Regions from separate parts of the Ovis canadensis genome. Here region 1 is linked to region 2. The links are chromatin contacts, called in public Hi-C maps. All regions are on one chromosome and are shown on one strand. The core of a region is the stretch at or near the end of the contact, and the rest is flanking DNA. Distances in the headings are between cores, read along the strand shown.

What was found. Hi-C and Micro-C count contacts between places; a contact is called where the count stands out from the background.
Region 1: a Hi-C map of fibroblasts shows a contact between it and region 2, with 5 times the contacts expected there. The contact joins two enhancer-like sites. A contact is called at or near these places in 2 of 2 Hi-C or Micro-C datasets (fibroblasts and lung).

What each region holds. Positions count from the first base shown.
Region 1 is chr12:75,184,208-75,189,474 of ARS-UI_OviCan_v2, forward strand. The region is part of intron 12 of NMNAT2 (nicotinamide nucleotide adenylyltransferase 2); the gene reads right to left. Among named protein-coding and RNA genes, the nearest start is that of LAMC2, 91 kb to the left of the region's middle. Within about 2 kb of position 2,899, the one cell type or tissue checked has open chromatin away from gene starts, as enhancers often do. A contact at or near this core is called in fibroblasts, where this site is marked.
Region 2 is chr12:74,874,829-74,880,179 of ARS-UI_OviCan_v2, forward strand. No RefSeq gene overlaps it. Among named protein-coding and RNA genes, the nearest start is that of SHCBP1L, 15 kb to the left of the region's middle. Within about 2 kb of position 3,898, the one cell type or tissue checked has open chromatin away from gene starts, as enhancers often do. A contact at or near this core is called in fibroblasts, where this site is marked.

The DNA of each region.
Region 1 (5,267 bases), core at 1,649-4,148, 310 kb after region 2:
AAAATACAATCTATCTTTATTTTTTTTCTCCAGGCTTATAGTGAGCTATGTCCTCAGTTCATTACTCCACATCGCCCCCTAGAGTATGTAATTTTGTGTACTTCTGAGTAGGTTAAACCAGATGTGAGAGCATCCAGCAGAAGCCACGCAATAGGTGAGGGGCATCTGAAACATGCTCCTCCCATTTCAGGCAAGAATCCTCCACCCTTGTTCTGCACCCAGCTTCTCTCTGGAGGGAGGGCTGAGCAGAGGCTAGTGAGGGAATGCATTTTCAGGATGGCTTCCTTAGTGCAAATAAATGAATGACCCTTCCAGGGGATTTCCCAGAGGAACCCCACACCCATTTCCAATCTGCTTGGGGGTGTGGGAAGGCAAGGGATTCCAGACTCAAGTCAAAAGCCTGAAAACCAAAGCAACAGCGCCTTTCACACGAGAACCCTATCTCCCAGGGTAGGGGGTAAGCTGCCTTTCCCTGGGCTGGAAACACGGCATCAGGCTTATCAGTGTGGGGGCCTAATCCCTGGGGTGGAAGTGTCCATCGGGCTTCCTGGCTGGGGCGGGACTGTCTGATAAAAACCATCTGAGCCTGAAAAGCCAAATGTTTGTCTTTGCTCCATTTGTCCTGGAGCCCTGGGATTTCTTCTGGAGTGGCCAGTGCCCCAGGCTCTTCCTCTGTTTATTTTCTTTGGTTGTTTTCCCATAGCTGGTGGCTGTAGGAAGCAGTTAGCCCATGCCTGGTTGGCTGGAAAAATGTAGAACACAGCCAATTAGAGCCAGCCTGTGGAATGCTGGGCTTTGAAAAGTACAAAAAGAAAGAAAAAGAAAAAAATAAAATAAGAAGCTTCCTCATTAGCCCATCTCTGGTGCCTGATGTTCCACCTCCAGGTGTTCATTCCTTTGAGTTAAATATTGACTCTTGCTCATTTAAAATGCAAATACCATTTTCAAGTGGCAAATACATGTAATCATTAAACTGAAATGATTTTGTCTGCTTGCTGAAAAGTCAGAAGCTTCCTAGGCAAAGACCAAGATAAACCTTCTGTTTTCAGCCAAGGAGAACCATCTCCCCTAAAGGTCTTATTCCTACCACCGGATCTTTGGCAGCCTTCTCTCAACCCCTAAAGCCCTTCTCTTTGCACTCACTTAAATCCAGTCCTGCCCATCATTCAAACCCCAGCTCAAGCTGCTGAAAGAAAGTGAAAGTGAAGTCACTCAGTCATGTCCGACTCTTTGCAACCCTATGGACTACACCAGGCTCCTTGGTCCATGGGATTTTCCAGGCAAGAGTACTGGAGTGGGTTGCCATTTCCTTCTCCAGAGGATCTTCCCAACCCAGGGATCAAACCCAGGTCTCCCACATTTTGCAGGCAGACACTTTACTGTCTGAGCCATCAGGGAAGCTGGGCTGCTGGGCTGCTATGAACTACATGTCTTTCTTCCCACCTGTCTGTCTTACCTGCATTAGGGAACTGAACATGTGCGAAGTCCTGCTCTGCTGTTAATAGCTAAGAGGTCTTGGACAAGTCTGGTTTCCCAGGTGGTGCAGTGGTAAGGAATCCGCCTGCCAATGCAGGAAATGAGGGTTCAATCCCTGGGGTCAGGAAGATCCCTTGGAGGAAGAAATGGCAACCAATTCCAGTATTCCTGCCTGGGAAAGCCCACGGACAGAGGAAGCTGGTGGACTGCAGTCTATGGGGTTGCAAAGAGACGGATACCACTGAGCATGCACAAGCGCGCGCACGCTCGGACAAGTCCAGTCCAAGTGAGCCCGGGTTTCCATATCTGTAAATGGACTCCACTTTCAGGCGGGCTCCGGGGGTTAACCAAGATAAGCCATGAGAAACAAGAAGAGTGTTTATTGTGTCTCCCCCATAGAAGGCAAAGCACGTGGTTGGAAACTTGATGCATTCTGTTTTCTTTGTTCTTTCCGCCCTAGAACAGTGTCTGGCACATGACAGGTACTCAATAAATATTTTAAAACCAATGAATAAATAACAGCCAACATTTATTGACTGCTTACTAAGTTCAAGAACTCTTTTAAACTTTCTATATGTTTCATTTCATGTACTATAATGAACTAATAGAATAAAAACTGTAAGATAGTTTTAGCAAGTGCTGCCAGGACAAATAAGTACTTACATTCATACTGGGCACTCAGGATTAGCTGAAAGATTGATGGAAGGAAAGAACGCCTGAATCAGAATTAATTTGCCAGATTGCCTTCCATTATACTGTAATGGAAAAAGCAGCTGGCAGCATAAGATCACTAGACGATGGGCTTTGTTTGAGGGAGGGGAGGAGGATAAGCGTTTCCTGTCTCACAAATCTGTCATGACTTGACCTTTTAGGCTTTGGCCTTGCCTTCTCACAGATCCTGGTCCAGGCCTGGGTACCTGCTCCCCTGCTGGTGTCAGGATGTGTGTCTGCTGTGTGCTTAGTTGCTCAGCGACTCTTTGTGACTTTGTCGTCTGCAGCCCACAAGGCTCCTCTGTGCATGGGATTCTCCAGGCAAGAATACTGAAGTGAGTAGCCATTCCCTTCTCCAGGGGCTTTTCCTGACCAGGGATCGAACCTGGGTCTCCTGCATTGCAGGTGGATTCTTTACCACCTGACCCACCAGGGAAGCCCAGCCTCAGGATGCAACACAGCAAAGATCAGGTCTCCTGGGGGGACTATTCTGATAAGATCAGGTCTCCTGGGGGAGACTATTCTGATTAAAAGCTTGGGAATGGGATGGGCTGGGGGGGACTGGGGTCCCCACCTCCAAAAGCGGGTCCAGGAAACTGGATCTTGCTTTCTCTGGGGAATCAAGAATGAAAATGCCAAGTGCCAGACCATGCAGAAGCAACTCTTCTGTGTTCCATGGAGAGAAATGTGATGAATATGTATGGCATTTTCTCTCCACGGAATGTAAGGGGAAGGGGTGTGTCACTGGTCAGAGAAGGTCAGAATTCACTATGGGCTAATGGATCTTTGTGTCTATTGGGAAATGCCCAAGGGATATGCTTGGGTTGGGGTGCATGGTTGTGTAATTACATTTCTGGATGGAGAGCATAGGTTCAGGCATCCAAATCAAAAGAACGAGCAAGACTGACTCAATGGAGAGTCTGTGAGTGTGCCGAGAGAGGCCTTGGCAGCCCTGTTGTGGGAACAGACTGTTCCAGCTGCTTCGGACTGGGTGGGGACACTGCTGCCCTGTGGCCTCTGGTGAGTGCTCTTTACAGAGGGCAGAGAGGCTCCTATGTTCCCCCCAGACCTGTTTGAATAGTGGCTTCTCCCCTGTTTTGTTTCTGAGGATTCTGGAGATGGCATGGGAAGCTGGAATGCGGAGCAAGGACCTAGGACTTTTCCAAGAAAGCTGGCTCTCTTCCCCACCTTTCTGCCCCATCATTGGCAGATTCAGAGCCTCAGGCTCATGGTCACTGAGCACAGGTCTGCAGCCATCAAGTATCACTCAGGATACCGGGTAATGAAAAGAAATGTGTTCTGATAAAGGGTGGACTAAATGAATGAAATTGGGAGCAGAAGTGGCTCTCACATACCTCACTCCAAGTAATCTCATAGTTAGGAACAGAGATCCCTAAAACAAGCTGCTTCCAGGCAAACTCTGGAGGGTAGAACAGAGGCAGCAGGTAGATGGAGCATGTCCCCACCCCACCACCACCCACCAGGGAAAGCAACTGGAATTCACTCCCCGTGGACAGAAACTCTGAAACATCAGTAGCAGTACAATCAAGAGAGGAGGCTGAGCCCTGCCTGGAGAAGAGATAAGAGACTATACATTTCCCATTCTCGAAGTCAAGGAAACCCTCCCAACTAGAAATCTCCTTAAGAGGTCAAAAGTGGAGTGACGCCAACTACCCACAGGCCTCTTGGGTGAAATCCATCTCGGCTGAGAGATGTGCATAGACATGGAAGGCTCCTGAGATATACCAAATACATACCCAGAACCAGACAGATCGAAATGATTAGCCAAAGGAAACCTGGAAGAAACGTCTCATAAAAGTGAATCAAACTATCACGAGGGCGCAGCTCTCTGAGTCCGCCCATGTGTCTATCCACACGTACCGTGTTCTCCTCCTCCTAATAAACACTTCACTTGTTACACTCCTTGCTGTCTTTGTGGGAATTCTTTTCTGCAGAGTTGAAGAGCTAGGGTCTTGTCTCAGACCGCTGGTCTAGCGGCTAGGATTTGGTGCTCTCATCTCCGAGACCCAGCCTCAGTCTCTGGGCAGGAACCGAAACCCTGTTTCAAGCCACTGCAGGCTGAGGCCACCTGAGATCAGAGCTTCTATTGGAATCACCAGGGCTCACCCTGGACCAGTCTTGAAAGAAAGACCTTTCCTTCCTAGACCGTAAGCTCCAACCTTCCCCCAGTAGGGACAGTGGGATAAACCACTGAGCTGCTAGCTAGTTTCATGCTCCCCGTGTCCACCTTTGTCCAATCCCCACCCTATTTTATCAGAGAACCAGAGCCTTTACGAAAGGAATTTGCAGGGCAGAAAGCAGAACGTTTTGAAGTCACTGGCTTTAAACACACTGACAACATGTTTCTTGAGGTCCTGAGGAGGGAAGAGACAATAGGGGCGCTAGCTTCCAAGGAGAAAGAAGAGGTTCCATTGCCCCCTGCTCCTTCCACACTAGAAGAAGCTAGAGATCTGTGAAGCCCACCCCCTGCCCTAAGGGCAAAGCCTCAGAAGAAGACAGGGGCAGGATCATAGGTGGGTGGTGTCCAGCACGGGGCTTCCAGACTCAGTCAGGAGTCCCATTCCCCAGGTGGGCAGAGGGGAGGGCCACCCACCTCAAGGTCCTGAGAGGGAAGATGTGTGTGGCAACCCCGATGAAGAGATGCTCGTGTTCGGAGCCCACAAGAGCCTCTCAGGTTCTGCTGGTCAGCAATGACTGAGACCTATTTCCCATCATCCCTGGGGATAGTGATTTGGAGTTGAATTTTCATTAGGTATGAATAAATTACATGTGATATTTCTGGCACACCTCTGTTGTGGCCTGAGAGTCACACTCATTATGTAAGGAAACAGCTCCATGTTTTTTTCTGTTCAGATGGCATGATTCTAAGGATCCCACAGAGTTTTGTGGGTGCTTGAGGGTGGGGAGGTTAGCATTCCAGGCTCTAGAAAATCCTCTGGAGTGAGCCCTGAGGGTCTGCTTCATCCAATCGCCCTTCTGCTCGTGCTGCGGATGGGCATTCTCAGCCCCTTCAGCTGCACAGACGTGGGGTCCCCGCTTGGTCTGGATCTGCTGCACCT
Region 2 (5,351 bases), core at 2,648-5,147:
ATTCTGCTCCTGTCAACCTCTTAGGGAAAGACTTTAAAAATATCATGCTGCCATCTTTTTTTCCTCTAAAGGGAAATTATCCTTGAAATTGATATAACCTCCTCAACAACTCATGGCATTCCAAGCTCCTCAATTCCATTAGCAGTTTTTGCCCTTAAGACAAGTTTCTAAAATAAACTTAAAACTCCCCAAAGTAGTCCCTGAGAAACTCCGGGCAAAGTCTACAACCAACATTGGGTGGATTCACTCAGCATCCCCAATTCAAATTTTTGAATTTTCTTGGGCTCCAAAATCACTGCAGATGGTGATTACAGCCATGAAATTAAAATACACGTGCTCCTTGGAGGAAAAGCCATGGCCAACCTGCTGCTGCTGCTGCTGCTAAGTCGCTTCGGTCGTGTCCTACTGTGCATCCCCATAGACGGCAGCCCACCAGGCTCCCCCGTCCCTGGGATTCTCCAGGCAAGAACACTGGAGTGGGTTGCCATTTCCTTCTCCAATGCATGAAAGTGAAAAGTGAAAGTGAAGTCGCTCAGTCGTGTCTGACTCTTAGTGACCTCATGGACTGCAGCCTACCAGGCTCCTCTGTCCATGGGATTTTCCAGGCAAGAGTACTGGAGTGGGTTGCCATTGCCTTCTCCGACCTAGACAACATATTAAAAAGCAGAGACATTACTTTGCCAACAAAGGTCCATCTAGTCAAAGCTATGGTTTTTCCAGTAGTCATGTATGGATGTGAGAGTTGGACCATAAAACTGAGCACCAAAGAATTGATGCGTTTGACCTGTGGCGTTGGAGAAGACTCCTGAGAGTCCCTTGGACTGCAAGGAGATCCAATCAGTCCATCCTAAAGGAAATCAGTCCTGAATATTCATTGGGAGGACTGATGTTGAAGCTGAGATTCCAATACTTTGGCCACTTGATGTGAAGAACTGACTCATTTGAAAAGACTCTGATGTTGGGAAAGACTGAAGGCAGGAAGGAGGAGAAGGGGATGACAGAGAATGAGATGGCTAGATGGCATCACCAACTCGGTGGTCATGAGTTTGAGAAAGCTTTGGGTGTTGGGGAAGGACAGGGAAGCCTGGTATGCTGCAGTCCATGGGGTTGCAGAGTCGCACGTGACTGAGCAACTGAACTGAACTTAACTGAATTCAAATTTATATTGACTCTGGTAAGCCTTTTCCTAATATTGAACAGTATCCTTTAAATCCTGAGGCCTTAGCAGGAATTAATCAATCATAGAGGAATATGAGACACAAGGCTCCCTAGTCCCTGGCACCAGTCCTTGTATTCCCTGTTAAGAAATCCAAGGAAGAGGGTGAAGATTTGTCCAAGATCTGAGGGCTGTTAATAACATTGTCATCCCTTGTCATCCAGTTGTCTCCAACCCTCACACCCTTTTAGTGGCAATTAGTGAAATGAAGTCAGTCGTGTCCGACTCTTTGCGACCCCATGGACTGTAGCCCACCATGCTCCTCCTTCCATGGGATTTTCCAGGCAAGAGTACTGGAGGAGGTTGTCATTTCCTTCTCCAGGGGATCTTCTGTGCTTAGTCGTTTAGTCGTGTCCGACTCCTTGCGATCGTTTGGACGGTAGCCCACCAGGCTCCTCTGTCCATGAGACTTTTCAGGCAAGAATACTGGAGTGGGTTGCCGTACCTACAGAGAGTAAAATTTTCACTATGATAAATCTCTATAATGCGCTTTTCAGCATACCTTGTGGATCCTGAGTCAATCTTTACTCACTTTCATGTGGAAAGGACAATAATACACCCGACTACACCGAAAGTTTTCTCTACTTTTCACAGATCCTAAAAGCAGATTTAGCAGATGTCGATTTTCCACAAGTGTCTACCCTCTTAAAATATGTTGACAAACTTCTTTTCTGCTCCTCTTCCAAGGAAGCAAGTGAGCAAGATAGGATCTGTCTCCTCAAGCTGTTAGTAACTAAAGGTCTTCAGGTCTCTAAAGAAATGACATCTTGCTCAAATTCAGATCAAATACCCAGGACACTTGATCTCAGATCAAGGACTCCTTTTAGAACCTAATAGGATCCACAGGGTCTCAGATTTCCCACAGACTGAAAGACAACTTCAAGGATTTTGGGGTCTGGCCAGATACTGCAGGAACTGGATACCTAACTTTTTCTTCATTGCCCAATCTCTTTATGCATTGCTCAAAGCTGAAAGACCAGATCTCTTAGGGGGGGAGGAAAACACATTTTATGGCTTTCCAGAACCTGAAAAGCAGACTTCTCAGTCTCTGCTTTAGGACATCCTAATTACCAGCTTCTTATTTTCCTCTTTGTATAAGAAGGGGAAAAGAATGCCCTAGAAGTGCTTATTAAAAGGCACACAGGTCATCATTGACCCCTTGGCAATTGCAGTCAACAATTAGACTCTGTAACCAGAGGTCTTCCCCCATGCCTGGGAGCTACTTCAGTGGTAGCAACTCTTGCAAAACCAACTGAGCAAACAGTTATGGGCTGTCCACTCATCATCTGTACTCCCCATGTGATATAGCCTGGCCTCAAGTCTCATCACCATAAACACCTTTCTGCAAGCCATCTTACTTCATATGAAATATGGTTACTGACTTCTCTTCACACAACCCTTTCTCACTGCAACAACTTGAACCGTGCAAGCCTGTCCCTTTACCTACTCACCAAACTCCTCATAATAACTCATTAATAACTGACTCAGCAGTTATTAATCCTTAGAGCTGACTTACAAGAAACTACTATTGCTAATGCATGATTTATGGATGTTTCTTATTTGAAAAATGGCAAAGGTGAATATTGTGCTGGGTATGCAGTCACCTCCTCCTTTGAAGCTATCGAGGCAGCCCTGCTGATGACTGCTACTTCAGCCCAGCACACAAAAGTCTATACTTTATCTAGAGCTTGCATGCTAGCAGAAGGTGAAACTGTAGATATCTACTCAGATAGTCACTATGTCTTTGGGGGTAGGTCATGAGTTTGGCATGCTTTGGAAAGTGAAGGGAGCAGGGGGAAACTAGATCAAGAATGGCAATTGGGAAGATTCAATTTCCATTTGTTCTAGCCATCGTTTAGGTGTTCAGGCATTCAAAATTAAATTCAGCTGACTTCTGAATTAGCTGACTTCTGAGTAAAGATCTGAAGGAAGTCAGAGGAAAACCTTCAACTCTGACAGCTGCAAGGGGGAGAAAAGTTTTCTGTTTCACCCGGTCATTCCCAGAGGACAATTCAGATATAAAGAACACAGGTAAATAAGGAGTAGCTATAGTTTTATAAAGTCCTTAATGATGCTAGCATATTATTTTCACATTTTTCTGTATGTTAAGCATTTATTTTTTATTTAATTAATTAATTTTTTAATCGAAGGATAATTGCTTTACAGATTTTTGCTGTTTTCTGTCAAATCTCAACATGAATCACCCATAGGTATACATATATCCCCTCCCTTTTATTTAAATAAGGTTTGTATTGGTCAGGAAACACTGAGTGAGTGTATCTGAAGGTCTAGGAATTGTAGAAGTTTTGTAGGGTGGATATATGGTTTTCATTGTTTTGAAAGTGTACTCAATAGGATGCTGTGAAAAATAGTTATATTTGTTTTTCCTTTTGGTTTTCTCAATTGAAAAAAATAGATATTAATAAACACTCCAGTCAGCAATTTAATTTTTCTCTCTTAAAACACCAAATTTCCCCTCTTCCTTAACTCTTTTTGTTAACTTTGTAAACAAATATTCTGAATGTTGGGAGGATACAGGAACATTCTGACAAGCATGTAGCTCCTCAATTTGGCCAGAAGAGGGCACTAGAGAGCTTCTGCATGGTTTAATCCCACAGGGCTGGGTGGAGCCTGAAGCATTCCTTTAGCCCCGCCAGCTCCAGCCCTGACTCAGAAGGAGGCTGCACACCAGTTTGCTAAAGGACAAGCTCAGACACATTTCTTTAAAGTCTAACATTTCTTTCGCCTCAAATGTGATGTCTGTTAAATCTTTAAACTCTGGCAATGAGCGCTTACTCCCGGATATTTGTTTGGTGTTCTGCTGTTGCTTTTAGCTCTTTTTGAGGTAAATACGGGATTTTAATTTCACTTTACGTAAACCACCCAAAAGAAAAGAAGCAGCAGACATGTTTCAGGGCACATGCATTCCACTAAAGAGAGGCAGCGCGGGCTGTGGACAAAGCAGAACCCGAAGCCGCGGACTCTAGCTCCTCTGGTGAAGAGCTAGTGGCCCAAACGCGCCTGGACGCCCACCAGAAGCCTTACACTTCAGTCTTGACAATAAAGGACACTAAGAATGACAAGAGCTAATCAGCACAGATCTCTCATAGGAGAGCAAATATATGTAAAATGGATAGTGACCAACGTAAGAAAGGCACTCTTAACCACTGTGGATGAAAGTAGGAATCCTTAAAGACTTTCAGGAAGGCAGTTTGGCAAAACTTGTCAAACTCTTAAATGTGCTTAACTTTAACCCAGTAATTCCATCTTTAGAAATCAACTCCCTTGTGTAGGTGCACAAAGATGTTATACATAATGATTATAATGATGACGATAATAGCATTTAACACTTAACGGTGTGCCATATAGAGTTGAAGAACTCTATGCTGATCGGGTTTTTCCTAAAATCCATATTCTCCACTTTACTGTTGAGGAAACTGAGGCACAGAAAGGTTAAGTAACCACTATAACGTGAAGGAGCCAGGATTCAAATGCACACGGTCTTAAGTCCAAAGTTCATGCTCCTAATTGCTACAGCCTGCAGTACCTTATTTACTATTGCACTGTTTATAATAGCATAAAACTGGAAACAACCTACATCTGTTGCTGGTGGTGTAAATAACTGATGGTAACACCCAATTTACCAAAATAAAGCCAATTTGGATATGCTGACTCAGAAAGGGCCCCCAAAATATATTGTAGAGAAATGGGGAAAAGGATAAGAAGCAGTTCTATAGAATAATACAGATAATATCCCATTTATGGATTTTTAAATTACAAATTTATATTTGGACATATATAAAAACATTAGAAGGACCTAAAGACATCAAACTATACTCACTGTCACCTTTGGGGAGAAGAATGGTACTGGGGATGGGAGTGGTTGTAAGATGGAAACTTTATCTTCTACCCCATGTAATTCTGTATTACTTAAATGTTTTAACATAAAATGTATTTATGTACTACAGCAACACCCTTGCAAAGAAAGAAAATGGTATAGAGTAAAAATAGAAATGAATATTAGCAAGCAGTCCAATCAACCTCTTCACATCACAAATGAGGAAACCGAAGTATTAGGAAGTTAAAATGGAGTGTGTATTGTTATACGTAGGATAGCTGAACTAAGCTAGAGCCC